3 separate regions of the Mus musculus genome follow, and all the other regions are linked to region 3. A link is a contact called in public promoter capture Hi-C data. All regions are on one chromosome and are shown on one strand. Each heading gives the region's core, a stretch centred on a gene start, on an enhancer-like site or on the middle of the called end of the contact. The rest is flanking DNA. Distances are from core to core; before and after follow the strand shown. Region 1 has its middle 18 kb from the start of Gm38927. Region 2 overlaps Lmntd1 (lamin tail domain containing 1). Region 3 holds the start of Tuba3b (tubulin, alpha 3B).

Region 1 (4,114 bases), core at 439-2,938, 210 kb after region 3:
ATATAGTGCAGCCCACTTCCGACTGGCTTCTTGCTTCCTGGTCCGCTGGATTCATGCAGTCAGCTGCTGCACACGGCCATAGAACCACTGACCTCCCCACTGTGAAAAGCTGCATAAGCAATTTCCTGATTGAGTCACTGAGGAGTCATGTGGTAAGGTACCATGTTAGAAGCGCAGAAGAGACAGCCAAAGGTGAGGGGCTGAGGGGGCAGGCAGCTGTGGGGGCTTAGGCATTAAAAAGTCCACACAGGACGCCAACAGCTACCAGGAAATAAGGACTCAACAGGATAAGAGAGCTCAATGGAGCAGCTTCCTGAGCAAGCACTCATGGGAACCTCTCTGATGTGAGTGGGCTGTGGAATACTGTAGCATCTTCTTGAGAATATTTTAGGGTGGCAAGGTTGCACGTAAGGGCACTTGTTACTAAGTGAAATAAGACAGCCTTTTAAAATATATTTATATATTTATTTTTATAGATTATATATTTTTATTTATATAATATATATTTGTGTATTTTATATAATGTATATTTGATATATATTTAATTTTATGTGTATGAATTTTGTGCCTGCATGTATGTATATACACCATGTGTGTGCCTGATGCCAACAGAGGCTAGAGAGGAACATGTGTTAGATCCCCTGGAACTGGAGTTACAGGTGGTTTTAAGTTGCCAGGTGAACAGGGAGGGCTTCATGTTGCTTTTCTCGTCCCTGTTTTGGGCACGGGTACATATATGTGCCTTGGAGAGAGATAAGTTGTATTAAAAGACAGATCTGTGGGTGCGTCCTGTCCTCTGCAAAAGAGAAAGTGAGTCCTCGCCCATGTCAGATCACGTGGACTCATGAGACCACAGGTTGCACATTCTCACACATTCCGCACTGCACTCCATGTGGCCTGGCCCCTTCTTCAGTCTCCTGGCAACAGCACAGTGGTGGGGATGTAAGGAGAGGCCTGCCAGCAGCGGACTGAGGCCTGGCCCCTTCTCACCCACACCCCTCCCACTCTGACGCTTTGTCATCTCATTGGTGCAAGCAATCTGCCTATCCACAGAAGGTCCTGCTTGGCCTATGACCCTGTGGCCTTGCCTCACAGCCAGGGTCAGGAATCAGCATATTCAAAGATCTGATCTCTGCCTTTTCCTGCTTGCATATCTGACATGAATGTTAGACACAGACACTCAAGTTGGAGGTGGGTGAGTTTTTATTTCTCAATAGACTCACTTCAGAATTCACTCCCATTCCTAAGTTGGACTTCCATCTTTGGCACAGATACATGGGAAACACAATCTAATGAAAAGTAAGATTAAATACTCTTGTCCAAATAAAAGTCTAAGGTCATCTTCTCTGCCTCCTAAGAGCACCAATGCAAACTGCCAGACGGTAGTTTAGCCTGTGGTGACTCTCCATGTTTGCTGTTTGCCACAACTATGTGCATGCCTGATAGCCTCTCTCCTCAGCCTCTGTCAACCCTGTCAGGAAGCTCCTGACTGCTGTCTCACAGAGATTGCATATACGAAGAGCTGGGACTTGCCTGCATGGAGCTTGCAGGGAAAGACTGAGTCCGTGTGTCGTTTCCCCCACCCCCCACCCCCAGCCTGGATCTTCAACTTCCACAAGTCTCCAGTATGTTCACAGAGGCTCCTTCCCAGGACTTCCCACTACAGGGCAGCAAGGTTTCACTGCCTAGTCATCTGGTGCCCTCTACAGGAAGACACTTTGTTGGCTATGTTTCAACCTAAATGTCCCCAGGATTGTCTTTATGGGTCCAATGCTTCATCCTGTGGCTCTGTGAAGATTAGCTGTACTTGTAACCATCCTGGAAGGGCTGAAGATAGTCTAAGGACATGTCTGTGCTCCTTGCTTGGCTACTGGACTATTGAAGAAGTGGAAGAAATCGGAACTCCTCTCACCCCCAGAAATCTCAAGCTGGGAGAAAAGAATCCCTTAGAGCCCGGGCCAGCCAGCGGGGAAACTTTTCTTCTGAGAAAAAATTCACAGTTGTGTAGACCACCTTACAGAAAGGAGAACAAAGAGTCAGAGGCAGCTGCGCCACCCCTGGACCAGAGCTGCCTGTGTGTGCACAGCCTGCTACTGTATTTAAAACTTAACCTGAAATCAAGACCCTGGGGCTGCTAAAACCCTCTTCCCAGTGTGGTATATCAAGTGCACTCCCTTTTTCTGTTTCTCACAATTAGTCTGCCTGTCTTGATTGCTCACTCAAGACTAATAGCTGAACCTGGTTTGTCCTGACCTGACAGAGGCCAACTCCCTGAGTCCAAAGCATGATCATCCACAGATCCCATCATCCTAAAGTCTAACATGGCTTCATGCTCTAAATTTCACTTAAAAGTCTTTTCTTTTTAATTTATATATAAGAATCATATTGGGAGAAGTTCTGCTATGGGTGTAAGTATTCTAATTTTAATTTACATATCTTCAAAAACTCTTTCTGTATCCAATGTGTAGCCTTCTTGCTTTTTCTTTACCTGTATTGCAAGTTTTTATTTTTACTTAGTTCCCTTGAGAGAAACATTGGACCTGGAGCTCCACAGGACCTATCTATGCACGCATGTTCACAAACACATGTACATAAACAAGGGCTCTCAAACGTGCACACACACACACAAATAGAGCTGGGGTACAAACACCACCAGGCTCTAGGATGACTTCTGCTGTTGGCAGAGCCTTGAATGGTCAGCTGCTCCCCAGGGCTTTTTGCATAGGCATTTAGTTCCGATTCTCCCAGGTCTGAAAATGAGTCCCATTCTGAATATTCCCAAGGCACCCATCCCTACTGATATGTATTGTTGTTTTAAAGGTGTGTAGTTAGCTTAGCTTCCTGCTTCAGTATCATGCTCTCTGGTCCCATCTGTGACTCCATGGTACTTGCTACATCTTTACAGAGATCAGTTACTGTATACACAGACCTTCCATGAAAGACAGTATTTTGATCACATTTTAAAACACACAAACCCCCTGTTCTCTCCTCCTCATTCTTGATTTCTCTTAAAACTTGCCCAATCAACATGCCCTACACAGGAAGATGGTCTCTGGCCATGCCATCTTGTGACTGTAAAATGTCCCCTCTAGGCTCCTGTAGTTCAGTAAGGGGTTCCCTGGCTGGTGGAACTGCTTTGGAAGGCTGCAGAGATTTAGGGGGTGGAGCTTCACAGTAGGAAGTGGAGCGCTAGAAGAGAGCCATTAGGTTTTATACCTGGTTCTATTTCCTGTCCATTCTTTGCTTCTTGCTTGGGGTGCCACGTGACCAGTACCTCATACTCCTTCCCTACATGTGGGTCTCCCACTTTGATGAGCTGTATCCCTGACAACTGTAAACTAAAATAAGCTTTTCCTTCCTTAAGTTGCTGGATAAACTGATGTCATCTGTAAGCTGTGGCTTCTGTAGTATCCACTTGGCTAATAAGCTTACTTCTCAGATTGCTGCCAGGATGTCCTCTCCTGTGAAATATGATACATGCACGTGCAGAGAGCAATGACGTCACTGCAAAGTCCCATCATTTCTAACTCCTGTAGGTCTGGTATGGAATTACACTTTTACCGTAATCTTTTGATTGTGGAGAAACAGTGTTGTTATTTCTTCCTAAAGACCAATATGTCTGTCGCAAACCCCACCAAAGCTTCCGTGGTAAAGAGACTTCCACAGTATGACAGCTCCCTCTGTAAGAAAGTCACACATAGGCAGCCATATCTAATGGCCAGTAGTCAAGAACATATAGGGGTAAAATAAAAACTCCCTTTATTAAACAGGGTCACAGCATAAGACCTACTGGTGATGGTGAAGGGCTATTCATCGGTGGAGCTTGGGGAATTGAGGCAGGAGGATTATACATTGAAGGCCTGTCTAAGCTAAGAATGAGTTCAGAGACACCCTGAGAAACTTGGTGAAACCTTCAGAAAGAAAAAAGGGAGACTGGGATTTTAGCTCAGTGGTAGAACTTTTGCTGGAATACATGAGGCCTTGGAGTCAATCCCCAGTGTTAACAAAAAAAAAAAAAAAAAAAAAAAAAGTAGAGAGACTGCGTGGGCATGGTAGTACCTACCTAAAACCACAGCATGAAGGGGTCTAAGAGAAGGATCAAGAGTTTGAAGCC
Region 2 (3,953 bases), core at 1,046-3,545, 210 kb before region 3:
TTCTGTTTAGCACAGCACAATATAAACTTCCTGAGTGTCCATGGAACTGTGTTGCAGCTAGGGTTCCAAGGTATTTGCCACAGGCAGTAGTATAGGCCATAGCTTAGATGTAGAAGAAAGTAGGGCATCACTGACTGTCTTCTAGAACGCTCCGTGGGCATGCAATAGATTCTGTATGTGTTTCATGTATGCCCTTGATTCTGGCTGGTCTGAGCATGAGGGGTTTGAACTCCGAAAGCCTGTACCCCAAGAACAAAGGAAGCAGCTCCTCAGCCATTCTCAGGAACTCCCCCGGGTTGTTCTGTTCTTGAGTCTTGGAGTGAGATGGTAATGTCTTGGGTAATAAAAGCCAAAATGTTTAGCCCCTTATTAACGGGAATGTTTTGAATTCTCAAAATTGTATTTTTAATTGAGTGATGTTAATGGACCATTAATGGCACAATTCTCCACAAATGGGGTTATACTTCTTACTAAAGAGCTGGGGTACACTCCTCACTAAAGAGCTGGGGTACACTCCTCACTAAAGAGCAGGTTATAGTATGTGTGTGATGTTGAACTGTTTGGAGATAAAAGATCCAGTTATGATGTGGCTGGTTATTTTATTAGGATTATTTGGCTGTTAAAGAGACACCTGTAGGGAAGGGCTCACGACGATACTCTCACTCAAATGTTCTTTTATTTTAAAAAAGTTATAAAATCACATTCTGGAAGTCAACAGAGAGGCTACTATCCTCAAACACAGGGGTAACTTCTTTCGCTTAGTATAAGTGTTCTCAGTTTGATAAGGGAACACGGACAACATTTGGGCACTCTGCACACACAGTTGTGTTCATATGTACATGCATGTGTGTGTGCACACAGGCACACACATGACAAATATTCTGCCAGCCTTAGAAATGTGATTGCAGACATTGCAAATTTTTAGTACAATAAATTTAAACCACATAAAACAAGCAAGTAGCAATGAACAGGGCAGGTGCTAGCCTGGACACATGAAGGACATGTACATCAAACCTGCATTGGTGGCAGTTTCTTATGGAAAAATACCTTGAGCCAAAGACAAACTTGCCAGAGCTAATGAACTAATGAGTCATGCCCCACGTTCATCTTAGGTAAAGTCCCTGGTCCTTCTGGTGTGCGCTGGTCTGCTGCCCTGAGCAGACCTTGGGTGCTGGCTCTGCACCTGGTCCAACAACACCTAGAGGAAGCTTAACTCGCAGGTGCTCTAAAAAGCCCAGGATCATGGGTGAGGAGGCTACAACATCTGCCCCAACACAGGGAGTAACTGGGACCAGGGGGATCCAGATTGCAGGAACCCGTCTGCCAAGTGGCACAGCTTCCTTCCAGTCTGAGCCAGTTCCCTGAGCAGACCTTGCGCATTAGCTCTGCACCCAGTCCCACAATACCTAGAGGAAGCTTGACTCTCAGGTGCTCCAGCATGCCCAGGATCATAGGATCACAGGATCGCTGGAGCTTGGTCACACCAGGATCTCAGGATCCCAGAGGCAGCTCGACTTCTAGGAGCTCTGACACACCCAGGATCTCAGGATCACAGGATCCAAGAATCACAGGATCATAGAGACGGCTGGCCTCTGAGGAGTTCTGACACAACCAGGATCACAGGAAGGACAGGCTCCAGTCAGATACATCAAGGGCAGGTAGCACCAGAGATAACAAGATGGTGAGAGGTATATCCATCCACATGTAAAGTTATAGGGGATGAGGAAGTGGGCTTTCTAGAGAAGGCAGGGAAACTCAATCAGATGCTGCACACGCACAGCTGAGCTAGCACACATATGGATAACGGAGGACTAAACATTTGACCAGTCCTCTCGAAGCAGCCATTGTACCTGGTATATACACACAGGCAAGAGGATGGCAGTAGATACAGGATACTTTTATGTGACTGCAGAATGAGGCAATATGGGAATAGAAAAAAAAATGTATCAAAATTGAGTGTTACAGTATCAGGATCAGATCTCCATGTAACATTTAAGTCCTTTATGTTGCATGATTATGTCACAAACAGCAGACACTTAGTGCAGTGTCCTTCTGGAAGTGAAAAGGCAAAGCAGCCACAGAGCTCTGGTCTACAAATCCTCACACGTGCAGTTAGTGTTCAAAAGGACCAGAGTGGTGCACGTTGGCCTTCCTGCTCGGATGGGGAGGTGTCCTGGGACTCAGAAGCCCAGGAACCACACAGTTCTGTGAGGAGAAGGTTTCTCAGTGGAAAGGCATCCTGAGACAAGGGAGCCAAGGAACCACGCAGTGCTGAGGAAGCCTCCTCAGCAGAGGTGTTGCAGCTCCCAGGGGAGGCTACCCCAGCTGAGCTCAGGAGCTCTGGAGCCTCAGCCCCGCCCCTTCTCTTTGCTTCTTTGCTTCTTTCCATTGCTTCTTGTCTTCTTGCTCTCTTCTGACCAGAGAGTTATGCCAGGCAGCAAGTGTCATAAAAGAGATTTATTGGCGGTCCCTGGAGGGAGCAGACAGCAGGGGATGGAGTTTTCTAGGGCAGAGGTTACAGGGTGAGGATTGTGTGGGATTTCAAGTCCCGGGCTTGAGGGAGCTCAGGGATTGGTGGGATTTCCTGCTCAGACTTTTCATCTAAAGTTAGCAGAATCTGGGGAAAGTACTGTTGATGACCTCTGTGACAGTAACAGAGGCTAGAAACACCTTTATGACAGTTAGGGATGTCTGAGGGGAGGGGCCTGGCCACTTTCCTGCCTTGGGAGTTTACAAAGTTTAAAAAAGCATACAAACGCTACAAAGTTTACAAAGGACAGGAAGAGCCCTCTCTTCCCTCTCTTGGTTTGAGTAGTGAGGATAGCCAACATAGTGGTCTATCAGCTCAAAACTAGAAAGCTGGTTAAAGTCTTCCAGATTTGTGGATGTTCTGTAGTAAAGTCATCTTGACAAAATATTAACACCTGTTAACTGGGAGTGGTTAGCATAGAGGTGATTTTTACATTCTTTATTTTTTAAAAAAAAAAGTGGCTGGAATGAATGTCAGGACAGCCTCATCTACACAGAAGAAACCCTGTCTCCAACTGCCCATCCCCTCAGCCCAAATATTAACTAGGTGTAGGGTATGTAGATGTTCCTTTAAATTATCTTACTCTTTAGTCTCTAAGCTGCTGTATTGTATGTATTTAAGATATAACTAAAGGCAAAAATCATTATTCTCTCTTCCAGAGTGTCTTTCTTCTGCAATCCAACAAACGCCTGTCATAGACTCATGGATCTGAGTTGGTGATGAAAAGGAATTTATCTTCCCAGCTGTTTGTCAATCATTTAGAACTTGTCTGTTGGTGATTTTCTTTTGCAACAGGAAACAAAAGGGGGCTCTGGTAATTCTGATGCGTATTTATCTACGCGTATTTACAGTTTCACGTATAGAAATGTAAAACTTGTGTAATACTGAGTTACTTCATAGTTGAGGAAACACAGTCACACATACAAGTAGTATGTGGTTTTATGAAAATGGATTAGCCTTAAAGTCGATTATTTATTGATTATTATTATTAACATATTATTCCATTTCTAAAAGGCGCTATCATGGTGTGCATTATTTCTCAAGGAGGTGCTAGCAACTCTACAAACATGGTGGCTTTTGGTGTTTTATGTGGTTGCATTGAGGGGTCTTAAAGGTCACAGACAAGTGTGGTTGGGGGGGTATCAGGGCTGTGAGTGGGGAGCATGGCTGTTTCTCTCCTCGCCTCAGACAGAGCTGCTGTGTGCTGTACCTTTCGATTCTGCCTAAGATTTATTTTTAAATTCATCCTTCTGCCAAACAGGAGTGTGTGGCCTTTCCCGATAACAGTGCTGTGTGAAACAAACAGTGTGTTTCAATGCTGGGGTCTGGTTCCTTTTCGGTCCAGCCTTCCTCAGATTGTTTTCCTCAAGAACCTGGGACATCTGATGAGCCTCAAGTACTCTTTCTCGGGAGAAGTCACATA
Region 3 (3,676 bases), core at 276-2,775:
TGGGCTTGCTCACGCTCTGCACAGCTAAATTTCCATAGACAGCCCAGCACCACCTGTCCAGAGATCAGTGCCACCCACAGCGGGTGCGGCCTTCTACATCAGTCACTAACCAAGACAATCCCCCACATGCTTGCTCACAGGCCTATCTGATTGATCTGGGACAAACTGACAGTTAACAGATAACCAAGACATGTGGGAACAGGGGTGCCTATGACCAGGAACATGGTTAAGATGGTAAAGTACTCACCTGCCATCCAAGATACATGGGGTTTGATTCCCAATACCGTATATACAGAGCTTAGTTACATAGGTTCATATCACCCGCACTTTGGAGGTAGAGGCTAGAGAATCAAAGTCTTAGGCTGTTCTGGACGGCACAAGTTCAAGGCAGGTTGGGATAGATCTGACTCAAGAAATAAATAATTTCTTTTTAATCTGAAGCTATGGCTTCTCCATCAGGCCAGACTGTACCCCCCAAGCTGTGCGCTAAAACAAACACTCTCTTCCATAAAAAAGAAAAAAATCAACAAGGTATGGTGGTACATCTCTGCAGTCCCAGCTACTCAGGAGGCCAGAGGAGTGACCACAATTTGAGCCTAGAAGTTCCCAACTTAATGGAATCACACACACTAAAAGAATAATTGTATTACCAGTAAGAAAACTAAATCTCAGCAAGGTGGTTTTAAAAATCTTGTTTGATCCTAGTTACATAAAAAAATCATAAATGTATACACACAGGGATGAAGGACAGCCAGTATTTCTCTCTAGCTTGTAAAATTTCCATTTTACTATTTGAAAGTTCAAATCCATTCTTGGTTACAGGGAGAGTCAAGTCCAGGGTGGGATACAGAAGTTTATGCCAATAAAATAAAATAAAATAAAATAAAATAAAATAAAATAAAATGGCACAACATGCTATATAGCCTTCAATTCAATTATGTGCATTTGGATATCCTGAGGAAGGAAGGTATGTCCACTGATCCCCACCAGGCACAGTGCATACCTATAGTCCCAGCACTGATGCAAGCTAAGACAAGAGTTCACCTTACATCATCCCGAGCCAGCCAGAGCTACATACCCCAACCCAGATGACTGTTCAGGAAGACTCTCAAACGGATGCTGGCTTCCCAGGATGTACATAACTGGTGCCCAGAAACTCGTGTCTTTGGAAGAAGGGCCATCTGCCTTTCTCTTAGGTCTGGCCAGAGATCTTCTCTGCACCAGGTAATACGAGGCGAGGTGAGACATGGCAGGATGGTGGGGGGAGTGCACAGCCGCAAAGCCCTCCCCAGGTCACGCATGCGCAGACCAGGGAAGCTTGAGCACCCCACTTGTCCTGCGCAAAGCCGGATGTCAGGGATGCGCAGACCTCCAGTCTCCCGATCCTAAGTTCTCTCCCCTCCAGCCACTCCAGAGCCTTCCCGCCAAATTTACATCCAATCAGAAAGTACCACCGCTTCAAATTGAGCCACATCCAATCGCAAAAAGGACGTGGCGCCTAAGCCTGCCCCCGAGACGCTCTGGACTAATGAGCATCCAGGGAGAAAGCGTTAAGTACCCGGAGCATCCAGCCTGGACCGTTGGGCGCACGAGCGGCGGTTGAGGAGCAGCTCTGAGGATCGGCTGAGGTGCTCTGCTAGGAGTTCAGCATGGTGAGAACAGCCCGAACCGGGGTGGGACCCACGGGAGGGAGAACGCCATCTCCTCAGAGTCTGGGGTCCTGTGAGGGTGAGCAAGCGAAGCGGCTGGGAGCCCGCTTCTCCTCTCCCAGGTCCCCGGCAGGGGGTGGGGTGGGATGGGGGTGTTAGGTCTCAGAGCCTGGCATCTCCTCATGGCCCAAACTCTCTCAAGAGGGAGATGCACCTTGGGGTGCAGAACCTGCCTGGAGTCCCAGCCCAACAGCACCTGACAAAAGAGGCACAAGAGTTCCAGCCTTAGCCTCGTCCGATTCCAGTCTCGAGAGTGCCGAGATGGGTTTTTGGAAAGGGAACTTTTGTGTTTTCTGATGCCAGTGCCCTTGACTGAGAAAACAATCAATCGCCTGGGTTCCAGAAGATTCTAGAAGCTACCAAGCTTTCTGGCCTAATGCTCACCATAGGAAAGTGAAAGTGAAAGTGACCGAGCCCAGACAGCTTCAGTTTGGAAATTTAAGAGTCTCTCACGGCCTTTGCTGGTCCCTAGCTTACTGTGCAGGGGGAAATCCTCCAGACTCTGATAGTCCTGCCCTCTGCCTTCTCTGTCAGAATCACAGATGTTGGCCACCAAACTTCCCAAAGAAGTTTTTGTATTTTGTGCCTGCAGCTCCTTGTCATGTTAGGTGGTTTATAAGTGGAATCATTTGTGCCCTTTAGAAGGTATATGAGCTATGGTGTGGCATGCCACAGTCCCAAACACTATGCAGGCAGAGGTAGGGAACTTGGATGCCCAAGACTAATCTGAGGTAGTGAATTTGAGACCAGCACAGGCTACAAGACCTTAAGGGGGAAAACATAAAACTGAGAACCTTTCTTAAGTTTTTGGTTTGTTTTAAAATGTGTAGGTGTGTCTTTGGGAAGTGTGTGTTCATGACTGCCATTTCCCAGAGAAGCCAGAGAGGGCAGTGACTATCCAGAGGCTGCAGTCATGGGCAGTCCCTGAAAGAGGAGAACTTAACAAACAAACCATCTCTCCTGCCCTAGGCAGGGAACTTTTTAAAATATCTATATTCACTCAAAAGGAACACATGCTAACAAATACCAAATGAGATCTAGGTCTAAACAGCCGGAATGTGTTTGTTTTTTTTGACAGGGTCTCATGGTAAACTCAAACTTGTCTCCCTGCCTTAGCCTCATAATTGAGCTAGTTCCTGTCTTGTATCACCACACCTGGCTTGATCATTATTTTTTCATTAAGAAATGTATTGAGAAGGCACTTCAGCCCCCATCCTTTTGTTCTTATGGTGAAATCCTTGCCGTGCATGGAATTTGGCAACATATTCTAACTTGATTTCTGTTGCTGGGATAAAAACACCAGAGCGACTTTTAGGAGGAAGGGGTTTATTTGACTTCCAGGCTATGTAGTCTGCCAGTGGAAACCCATGCAGGAATGAAGGCAAATTATCTCTGTGAGTTCAAGTCAGCCAGGGAAACATAGTGAGACCTTATCTTAAAACAAAAAAGAGAAAGAAAAGTGGCAGGAAACTAGAACGCAAGATTTTCTAGATGGGCAGATAAAAAACACAGTGACTACCCAGGCTAGGGCTGGGTACCCTGGGACCTATTCTGTCTTTTTTATTAGAGTATATCTTATCCTTTAGACAGGCCACTATTAAAACCACATAGATTATTTTCCAGAGAATTACTGTGACTGTCCATGATGAGCTAATTGTCGACATTGTATGGTGTGCAAGTCTTAAACTTTAATATTTTGAAAAGTGGCAAACATTTATACTCTGGGGTGAACTCCTACTGAAGAGTATGGTTAGCCTCATGTGATGGCTTACATTTCTAATTCTAGAACTTGAGAGGCTGGGGCAAGAGGATTATCACTAGAGAGTTCAGAGCGGAACAAGCTGCTCTCTCTCTCGTGTGTGTGTATGTGTTGAGATATGGTTGGACTTGAATGTACTTACTCTTTCCTTCTGAGAACTGGAATTCCATAATCCTGCACAACCATACCTAGTGGAAGTCAGTTTTAA

Evidence for each region. Promoter capture Hi-C pulls out the DNA fragments that hold promoters and counts their contacts.
Region 1: a contact with region 3 is called in a promoter capture Hi-C map of liver, with 2.9 times the contacts expected there. The contact joins the enhancer-like site here to the promoter of Tuba3b in region 3. A contact is called at or near these places in 6 of 39 promoter capture datasets (embryonic stem cells, liver, neural stem cells and 2 more), 1 of 484 Hi-C or Micro-C datasets (neutrophils) and 3 of 9 other capture datasets (adipose tissue, embryonic stem cells and liver).
Region 2: a promoter capture Hi-C map of the 3T3-L1 cell line shows a contact between it and region 3, with 4 times the contacts expected there. The contact joins the enhancer-like site here to the promoter of Tuba3b in region 3. A contact is called at or near these places in 10 of 39 promoter capture datasets (the 3T3-L1 cell line, 3T3-L1-derived adipocytes, cranial neural crest and 5 more), 1 of 15 datasets of contacts at CTCF or cohesin (embryonic stem cells), 2 of 115 datasets of contacts at active chromatin or transcription factors (embryonic stem cells and stem cell-derived neural progenitor cells) and 3 of 9 other capture datasets (adipose tissue, embryonic stem cells and liver).

What each region holds. Positions count from the first base shown.
Region 1 is chr6:145,822,328-145,826,441 of GRCm38.p6, forward strand. No RefSeq gene overlaps it. Among named protein-coding and RNA genes, the nearest start is that of Gm38927, 18 kb to the right of the region's middle. Within about 2 kb of position 1,689, at least 28 of the 459 cell types and tissues checked have an H3K27ac peak or open chromatin away from gene starts, as enhancers often do. A contact at or near this core is called in liver, where this site is marked.
Region 2 is chr6:145,398,911-145,402,863 of GRCm38.p6, forward strand. All of the region lies in intron 9 of Lmntd1 (lamin tail domain containing 1), which reads right to left. Among named protein-coding and RNA genes, the nearest start is that of Lmntd1, 34 kb to the right of the region's middle. Within about 2 kb of position 2,296, at least 5 of the 459 cell types and tissues checked have an H3K27ac peak or open chromatin away from gene starts, as enhancers often do.
Region 3 is chr6:145,614,438-145,618,113 of GRCm38.p6, forward strand. Tuba3b (tubulin, alpha 3B) reads left to right here and starts at 1,526. Exons shown (of 5, transcript NM_009449.3): 1 at 1,526-1,652. The coding sequence starts at 1,650.